3 separate regions of the Rattus norvegicus genome follow, and all the other regions are linked to region 2. A link is a contact called in public Hi-C data. All regions are on one chromosome and are shown on one strand. The core of a region is the stretch at or near the end of the contact, and the rest is flanking DNA. Distances in the headings are between cores, read along the strand shown. Region 1 holds the start of Ube2j1 (ubiquitin-conjugating enzyme E2, J1). Region 2 holds the start of Rngtt (RNA guanylyltransferase and 5'-phosphatase). Region 3 holds the start of Lyrm2 (LYR motif containing 2).

Region 1 (2,784 bases), core at 196-2,695, 280 kb after region 2:
CTAAGGAAGTACTGTACAATTTAAAGTCCAACTAATTAAGCCAGGTGGCAAACACCTTTAACGACAGTTCTTGGAAGGCAGTGGCAGGAGTATCTTGGAATTTGAGGCCAGCCTGGTCTGCAGAGTAAATTCCAGGACAGCCAGAGCTACATAGAGAAACCATCTCAAAAAATAAAACAACAACAAAAGTCCAACTAATTTAATCATTCTGGCCTCAAAATAGTAAAATTTAGGCATTTCTACTTTTTCTAACCTTTTTTAATTCTTCAGGTTTTAAGTGATGGGCTGAAGACAAAGAATATGGCCCATTAAAATTCAGCCATGTAACTCTTGCACAGGCTTGGCCAAACGTTAAACAAAATCGCTAAAAACGACTAATTCTACATCTAGTCACCTATGGACTAAATGAGAGAGATTCACAATACCAACTCTTTCCCATAAGGATATTAGACTTAAAGTCCAAACGAAGAAGCAGTGTGGGAAAGAAAATCAGTGGCGAGAGTTCTAGTTCAAGGATCATCAATACCCTGAGGCTTGTTATTCAGAGTTAACAGGGAGGTTTTACTTTTCCCTGACAAATTATCAAAGGACATTTACAGGCTCCAGTAATCTGTGTTACGCCTGCCTTAATAGATTAGACAACTGATAATAATTTTTGCATTGTTCTTAATGCATCAGAAAATAACTGGAGGCCAGGATTGTCTGGGGGCATTAACTGAAGAAATTCACATTAGCAATCCACCCCCAAATCGTGGTTAATTCTCAAGTACACAGCTCAACTAGTTTAGCTACAGGACATTTATGTCTATAAATCCTCCCCCAAATACTGAAATGGGCTATTTCAACCACAGATTTCCTCAAATTTGAGTCAAACACCTAACAAAAGTTCGTCAGCACAGGCGGAAGGGATATGAGGGACGCGGTCCGGCAAGGGATGTTTAGTAGTACCGGCCGACATCGCCTTTACACCTGCCCTTGGCTTGGCTGTCTCCAGCTTCACTCCGCAGAGACTGGGAAGAAGAGGCCAGGAGCCAAGGGGCGTCAGCAGATCTGAGGATCCGTAGCGGCCACCCGCCCTGCGGCCTGCACCCCCAGACCGGCCGCGGCCTCGCGTAAAGCGCGAGCCCGGAGCAGCGCGAGGACCGGCGGACACGAGCCGGCCGAGGCGCGGCGCCCTGAGTCCCGGGTCCCCTCCCGCCGCCCCAACCCGGCTCACCCGGGCTCTTCAGGTTATAGCGGGTCTCCATGGCGGACCTCCCCGCTGCCGCTCTCGTCGGCGCCGCAGCTGCCCGGGTGTCGCGCGGCGGACGCGCCTGACGAGGGCCTCCGCTGACACCGCCCAGTCCAGCCCGACCGCGGGCGAGGTGCGGGCCGCGGGGTCCGCCTCCCTGAGGGCCGGCCGGGCGCCGGGGCGTCGCCGAACGGGGCGCCGGGCTGCGGACGGCCTGCGGGGCTGACGTCCGGGCCGACGCGCCGCTGCGTCACCGCCGGCGCCGGGTCTGTGAAGTCGGCCTGACGTGGCAGTCACTTCGTGGCGGTTGTTCACTCGGCGACAGCGGCAGCGGCGGCCCCGCGAAGCCCGCTCGGGGACCCGAGGACACGGGCGGCACCCTCGTCTTCCCTTCGGCCCAGCCGGGGAGACCGACTAGCCGCGGGCCCTGCAGGGTTCCCCAGGAGCTCGCGGAAAGCTCGGAGGAACGGCGCAGCCCGTAGCGGTCGGCAGGCGGGCGAGCACGGCCTAGGGCTCCGCCACCGTGACGGCGCTTCTCCGAGCCCGCAATGGTCTCGGTGCGATGGACCCGAGTGGTCTTGTGTACCCGAGGCCCCTAGCTGCGCGGTGTGATTAACTAAGACACCGCTTCCGGGGTGCATCAGAACCTTCCAGAAATAAAAGCAAGGCGGTCACCTGGAATTTTAGTAAAAGCACATACATAAATGGGACCGGTCATGGATTGTGGAGGACAGAGAAAGGATGGTTCAGAAGGCTTCACGAAGGAAGTGGGTCTCAAGAAAGGAGGGACCCATAGAGATTACAGAAGGTAATATAGGTGGGATGAAGATTAATTAGACAAATTAGTGTTATATAAAAATCTTGTTTGATCTTATATTGTCAAGTTTGTAAGTGAATTATCTATAAGTGAATGCCATAGTGATTTGTCCCAGCCTACTGAAGTGGGAGGGTAAAAAAAGATTTAAATGGCATCTTTTAAGCCATTAAAGGTGATGTTTTCTGAATATCAGTAAGCTGATAATCTGATGAATAGAGAAGCAAGCAAAACCAAACTTCAATACGTTTCATTCAGCTTTCATTCTTTGTGTTCAGTCCTCAAATTCAACATCCAACAACCTGCCCAGCTCAGCAACTGACCTCATAACCAGGCCTGCCAAAGGGATGTAGTCATTCTCATTCACCAACCAGCTTCTGAGGGCCCTTTCCCATGAGGCTCTTCTCTTCCTCCAAACAGTGGAGGTAGAATGTTTCTCTTTTATTCTCGAAGCCACCATCACGTTGTCCTTGGGGACTCTTCCTTAGGTAAAAACAGCATCAAATCTGGCATTGAGTTACAGGCTGTGGCAAAGCTTAATTATAATCGCTGCAAGAGAAAAGCCAACTCTTGAGTTTTCTCTAAATAGAAACGTGTGCAGATAGGGTAAAATGTGGATAAAAAGGAAGTAAATGCCATTTAAAGGTTGCTACTTTCTTGACTGTTAACTGGGCGGGAAGGAAATTAATTTTCCCAGAAATGTAGGTTTGTCAAAAGAACAAATTCCTTCCAAGAAGAA
Region 2 (2,952 bases), core at 321-2,820:
GTCCTCGCCAGTCTTAGAAAGCCACCTCTCCCATTTATCTGTCACTGCATAATTGGTGTTGACTGGAACTTCCTGACATGGGTACACGTGTTATCTTTTCCATGTAACTTAAGCAAGGCAACATAAATAAAGAGCCAGAGGGGGCAACAGGAAATTTTGAAGGTGGTAAAAATTCTGAGATTCCCTAAATTTAATTACAAATGCTGATGCCAGAAAAGATACCCAGTTACCACCACATCCTGACCCACAACACAGATGTTTCTTTCTGTATGTGCTGAAATCTTCACATAAGCTCCATTCTAAAACGTCCTGCTTTGTGTTACAGAACACAGCTTGGGGGGGGGGGGGGCAGAGACAGAGAGAGAGAAAGGGGGGGGGGGGAGACAGAGATAGAGAGACAGACAGAAACTGACTTACTCTAAAACAGAGAGACACAGAATAAAGACAACCGGAAAGCAAGGGTGTGGGCTTCTAGGAGAGTGTGGGTACCAGCTCCTCAACAGAGAGCCACAGCTCATTGTATTTTGCCTCGCGTTCAAACAGCTAAAAAGAGGGAAAGGGGGTTGGGGATTTAGCTCAGTGCTAGGCAAGCGCAAGGCCCTGGGTTCGGTCCTCAGCTCCGGGGGAGGGGGGGGGGGAGGAAACGCTTACGTCTGGGTTAGATATGGAGATTTAGCAGATTTAGCAGATCTTTGCAAACAGCCGCCCGATAATTACGCTACAGTTGAGTAAATCCAATGTAAGCAGTTCGTGTATTCCTTCCTCAGTTTTATCACAAAAATGCTTTCGGCTCCTAGGTCCAGCCGACAAAGTTCCTAATTGCTCTCTAACCTTGTTGCTGGTAACTGTGGAGTCTGGTCCTTTAAGGTTACCATGTGCGATGTCTCCACAAATTCAGAGACCTGTGCCTCAGTTATTTCATGTGTATTCCTGGAATATATGCGTGTGGTCCAAATCTATCAAACTGTACACTTTTAAGTCATTGTCTGTCAGCCAAGCAGTGACACGGGCCTATAATCCCAGGTACTCTGGAAACTCGAGAAAGAAGCTCGGAAGTTCGGAGATGTCAAACTCAAGATGGCAACATTCCGCAAAAGTCAATTTAATAACAAAACCAAAAATTCCCCGCTTCCCAGCCTCACTTCGCTTTAAGCTTTTCTGAATTTCAAGGCTCATACTACTCTCTTTCCAAGAACAAGTCTCGCCAAGACAGCAAGACCTGGACTCAAAAATACCACAAAAAGGTTCACAAACTTTAAGCTCCAAGAAGCCTCTTGTCCACCTCCGGTTCTCATTCCTCCGCCCTGCCGGACCCCGACTAGCGGCCACCAAGCGCGCGGGTCCCCAGGCCGGCTTAGTGGGATTCGAACCCTCCCGTAGTCCCCTCCCGGGTACCTGCCACCGGCTGGCCGCGCCTCGGACAGTTCAGCCACCGAGGCGGGATCTTGTTGTAAGCCATGTCTACGCCGCCTCGCCGACAGCTCCTTAGCAAGCCAGCCCAGACCCCAACGGCAGCAGCTCCACCCGGGTCCTCAGCGGCGCGCCACTTTCATTCAGGTTCGACTCCGCGGCTCCCAGCGAGCCCACAATGCACTGCGACTTCCGCCCCAAAGGATCCGCCCCCTTTCTTCCGAGGTCAGGCGAAGTGGAAGCTCCGCCCCGCTGAGGGAGGGGAAGCTGCTGAGAACTAGAGGGGCGGTTCCACCTGGCCCCGCCCCCTGTATCTCTGGGCACCGGCCTCTGCCACGCCCCACCTCTGTTTTGCCTTTGTGAGTTCTCAAACGACTGGTGTCCCGGTTTTTTTTCCATCTAAACAAGAGAAACCCCCAAAGTAGAAGGAATCCAAGCTTCTTTCCACCTGTGGATTGACCTGCTACATTCAAAAGGGTGTTTCGCAGGTGAAAAATTGCTTTTCCATTAGTCATAGCTCAAATGTGATGTCTCTGCTGGTTCTGGGTTTAAACTGTCATTTGAGTATCCTCCCTTGCCTGAATCAAAAAATCCGGAAAATCTGAGTCTAGGTTATTACAAATGAGGAGTTTCTTTTTTGGCGAAGAGTAGGGGACATGCTGCTGACCACCCATGAAACTTCAAAAATTAATTCCAGAAGCCCTAAGATTATCAGTTTTGAAGCAGGTGGTTTTGATGGTTTTTGTTTGTTTGTTTGTCTTGTTTTGTCTGTTGCTGGGTTTCATCTTTTTTTTTCTCCCTTTCTCATATGTATATTTAGGATTTTTGAAAGTCTCTGTCTCAAAGGAACCACTAATCATGTGTAATTGGCCAAGATAGGAATTGACCCTGGTTACTAACTACATAGACCAAGTCACATAGACCAGGAAGCCTTGTGTTTCTCCCCATTCCTGAGATTTAAACTACCATATGACAAGCTGGAGCTATAAGGGCTTTGTTGTGGGCCACTAGGAGCAAGGTGGTTCTTCCTTATAATGCCTTCAGTAATCAACTTGACATGCCTGAGAAGAGGAAACTTCAATTGAGAACCTAATTGACCTGTGGCCATGTCTGTTGGGCATTTTCTTGATTGCTAATTGTAGTGGTTTGACTGTGCTTTGCCCAAGGAAAGTGGCACTGTTAGTAAGTGTGCTCTTGTTGAAGGAGGTGTAGCCTTGTTAGAGGAAGTGTGTCACTGTGGGGGTGGGCTCAAGTCTGCCAGAGTCAGTCTTCTCCTAGCTGCAGTTGGATCAAGATGTAAAACTCTCAGCTTTCTGGATGCCGCCATGCTTCCCTTCTTAATGATAATGGACTGAACCTCTGAACCTGTAAACTGACCCAATTAAATGTTGTCCTGGTCATTGTGTCTCTTCACAACCACGAAACCTGAAACTAAGGCACTATTTGACTGTGGGTGGTGCCATTCCTGATCCAATGGGTCAGTGATTCTCAACCTTCCTAATGCTGAGACCCTTTTAATACAGTTCCTCATGGAGACCACCA
Region 3 (3,023 bases), core at 248-2,747, 510 kb after region 2:
ATTAGAGACTTGCTAAAGTATGAGGTAACTGCCTATCACACTCCCCCTTTTATTTTAATCACATTTACTCCCGTTTTGGTTTGTGTGCCACAGTGCCTTGTGTGGAGGTCGGAGGACAACTTTCTGGAGTGGTTTTCTCTTTCCACCATGTGTGTCCCAGGGATCAAACTCAGGTCGTTGGCAGCAAGAGCCTTCACACGGAGCCATCTCACCAATCCTGTCCACACTGCCTTTTCAAGAACTAATAACTAATAATCTGTTTCTCATCAAAGTGGCTGCCATTTTACCTTCCCGAGGGGCAATGTAGGCTTCCAAGCTCTCATCTTGACATTAGCTTGAGTTTTAATTATAGCCAGGGACTGTCGTGGAAATGTTAACACACCTTCATTTACATTCTCGATCAGACTGATTATAGTCTTTTTCGTGGGTGCTTTGTGACAGTGGCTCTAAGCATCTGCAAACACATGGAGGTCTGAGAATCTTCCAGTTAAGATTTGGCTAAAGCAAGTGTCCTCTCTAATTCCTTTAGCTGCATGTTGCCTTGGGTAATCATCATTCGGATTGTATCCTGTGGAGGAAACGAATATCCTAGTCATTGTTTTACCAGGTTAACCACGAAAAAGTTCTTTTACTGTACCTTCTACATTCAAGAACCAACCATGGCTGGTTACAGGCGGTAGCTGCGGGCTTACCACGCCCAAGGCACTACGATCCCTTCACCAAAAGAACCCCCAGCAAAAAAGTGCAAAGTCGGATGCAAGGCTACACAGTACAAAGCCAGATGCTGTTGCAAAACAAATGTAAAATATCCAGTAGGAACTCAGCACTGATCAAAATGAGCCACCTTAGTGGCACATTCCAAAGATGTTCGCTAAACTTGACAAGCTCAGTAACACAACGGGACAAAGGAGCCGTGGCCCCACCATGGTCTTGCTCTCACCTCCTCGGTGGCACTTTTGTTTCTTTTAAATTCTTCCCTGGCCCAATCCTGAAGGTATTTCCGGTCAGAATCACTTGGAATTTGCTTAATCGCTCGCAAAATCTTTCTGTAGAGGAGGAGAACTTGTTGCCTTCTCATGAACTGCTCGGGGAAGGAAAAATACAAATTAATACACAGCCGCTGGCTCCACCTCAGCCAAGAGAACTGTAAGCAGAAATGTCCCTTTGGTCCTCAATCTCAAACAGAACAAGACAAAACTCAAAGATCTTGCCGGCGGTTTGCGTGAGTAGGGTACACCTATCACCCCCGCCCTCGGTTCTGTGGGGAGCCAGATCACAGGGAGAGTGCTTCAAAAGACCTCAGAGAAGACATCCCTTCACGGGCGGAGCTCCCTCCGCGGCACCGCCAGCCACGGTCTAAACCGACGCGGTCAGGACTACGTAGGCCTGCTCAAGGCGGGCACCCGGGACCCGCGGGGCTGAGAGAACCGCCGTACCTGCTTCAGTGTCAGGGTCGCAGGTGGCAGGCGGGAGGCCGCCATGTTGCCTACGGAAGCCGCTGGGCACAAGGGCGGAAGTGAACCTCGAGCACCTGGACACGGAAGCGGAAGTCGGGGAAGGGCGAACCTGGTTTCTAGGAGACGGACGCCCGAGTCTCGGGTTTCCGCTGTTAGCTCTGTTTTTCCCAGAAAGCCGGGAGGAACTCGTCATCCGGAAGTTTAATCGTTTGACTGGAGGAGAGAAATTATGCGCTTTTTTTTTTTTTTTTGAGCACCTTGATGTGTATAATCGAATGACCGACATTATACTAGCAAATTCAATTTACATCCTGAAAGCTTTTCTTTTTCTCTAAACTTTATCCTACAGAAAGCAGGTCACCTCGATCGATTGATTGTTCCGGCTCCGTGCATTTTCCCTACTCATGAGGCTTCCCGCTTGTTTGATTTTTGTCCCCCACACCACATACTCAGAAATCAGGTTATTGAATCTCTGCCGGATTATTTGTCCAGCTATGCAGTACTGAGCATCTGATGGCTTCACTTGTGATCTAAGTGATCTAACCTTTCCAGCTGTGTCTACTCCCCGCTATGGTTTCATCTCTGAACTGTACCGTGAAACGGCCTCTCCCTCGCAAGTGTATCTATATGTAACTGCTCAGAACAGTTCCAGACGCATATGATTCTTAATTCTCGGTGTTTAGTTTCTCAGGCATTATGAGTGATGCTTCTCATGTGTTTTTTTCAATTTTTCTCTAATATGGGACCTTGAGGATCAAACCTGTATGAGGTTTGGGGGCAAAGCACCTTTACTGAGCCATTTCAGTGACCCTTGGATAATTTTCTCTCTCTCTCTTAAAGATTTATTTATTATATATAAGTACACCGTAGCTGTCTTCAGACACACCAGAAGAGGGCATCAGATCTCATTACAGATGGTTGTGAGCCACCATGTGGTTGCTGGGAATTGAACTCAGGACCTCTGGAAGAGCAGTCAGTGCTCTTAACCACTGAGCCATCTCTCCAGCCCCCTTGGATAATTTTCTTATTGGCTGAGCATCCTCTCCAGCCCTGGGTTACTTCTTTATACTTAGAGCTTTAACTTTACATTAACATATTTGTTTCCTTTCAGACTTTACAATTTTATCTTCTACTCACAGCTATTGTAAACTTGTTGTAAGCTTGTTGTAAACTTCTCTGATCAGTGTTACATTTACTCCACCTAAAAGTTATCTTCATATGGCACAATATGGATCTAAGCTCTTTTTCAGCCAGTAGATTAAAACTTCAAGATCATTTATTAGGTAGTTCATGACTTTCTCTGGTCATTTCTTTTGGATCTGAGTAATCTGATCAGTCTTATTTTATCTTGGATAAGCATCGAGTTATAAATTTCGCCTTTTTGTTGTTTTTCTGGCAGATCCAGTAGTTTCTCGTTAGGATATATTTTATTACTATTTTCTGTGACTCTTGGAAAAGCACTGAGCTGTTTCCACATCACCTGGGGATATTTATAAGAATTCTGAATTAGTGCTGGGTCCAAGTTGGGCACTGAGAACAGGTATTTTGTACATTCTTTTCTCCACA

Evidence for each region. A called contact is a pair of places that touch in the nucleus more often than the background predicts.
Region 1: a Hi-C map of liver shows a contact between it and region 2, with 5 times the contacts expected there. The contact joins the promoter of Ube2j1 here to the promoter of Rngtt in region 2. A contact is called at or near these places in 11 of 12 Hi-C or Micro-C datasets (the A7r5 cell line, the Rat2 cell line, Schwann cells and 6 more) and 1 of 1 datasets of contacts at active chromatin or transcription factors (oligodendrocytes).
Region 3: a Hi-C map of liver shows a contact between it and region 2, with 3 times the contacts expected there. The contact joins the promoter of Lyrm2 here to the promoter of Rngtt in region 2. A contact is called at or near these places in 4 of 12 Hi-C or Micro-C datasets (kidney, liver, mammary epithelial cells and 1 more).

The regions. Positions count from the first base shown.
Region 1 is chr5:52,217,468-52,220,251 of GRCr8, reverse strand. It overlaps Ube2j1 (ubiquitin-conjugating enzyme E2, J1), which reads right to left and starts at 1,445. Exons shown (of 8, transcript NM_001106642.2): 1 at 1,217-1,445. The coding sequence starts at 1,247. It overlaps LOC108350947 (a long non-coding RNA gene), which reads left to right and starts at 1,899. Exons shown (of 2, transcript XR_001837925.3): 1 at 1,899-2,039.
Region 2 is chr5:52,501,953-52,504,904 of GRCr8, reverse strand. Rngtt (RNA guanylyltransferase and 5'-phosphatase) reads right to left here and starts at 1,570. Exons shown (of 16, transcript NM_001107923.2): 1 at 1,396-1,570. The coding sequence starts at 1,459. LOC108350948 (a long non-coding RNA gene) reads left to right here and starts at 1,589. Exons shown (of 4, transcript XR_010066498.1): 1 at 1,589-1,898.
Region 3 is chr5:51,993,014-51,996,036 of GRCr8, reverse strand. It overlaps Lyrm2 (LYR motif containing 2), which reads right to left and starts at 1,497. Exons shown (of 3, transcript NM_001126096.1): 1 at 1,437-1,497; 2 at 941-1,081; 3 at 1-568. The coding sequence starts at 1,481. The coding sequence ends at 488.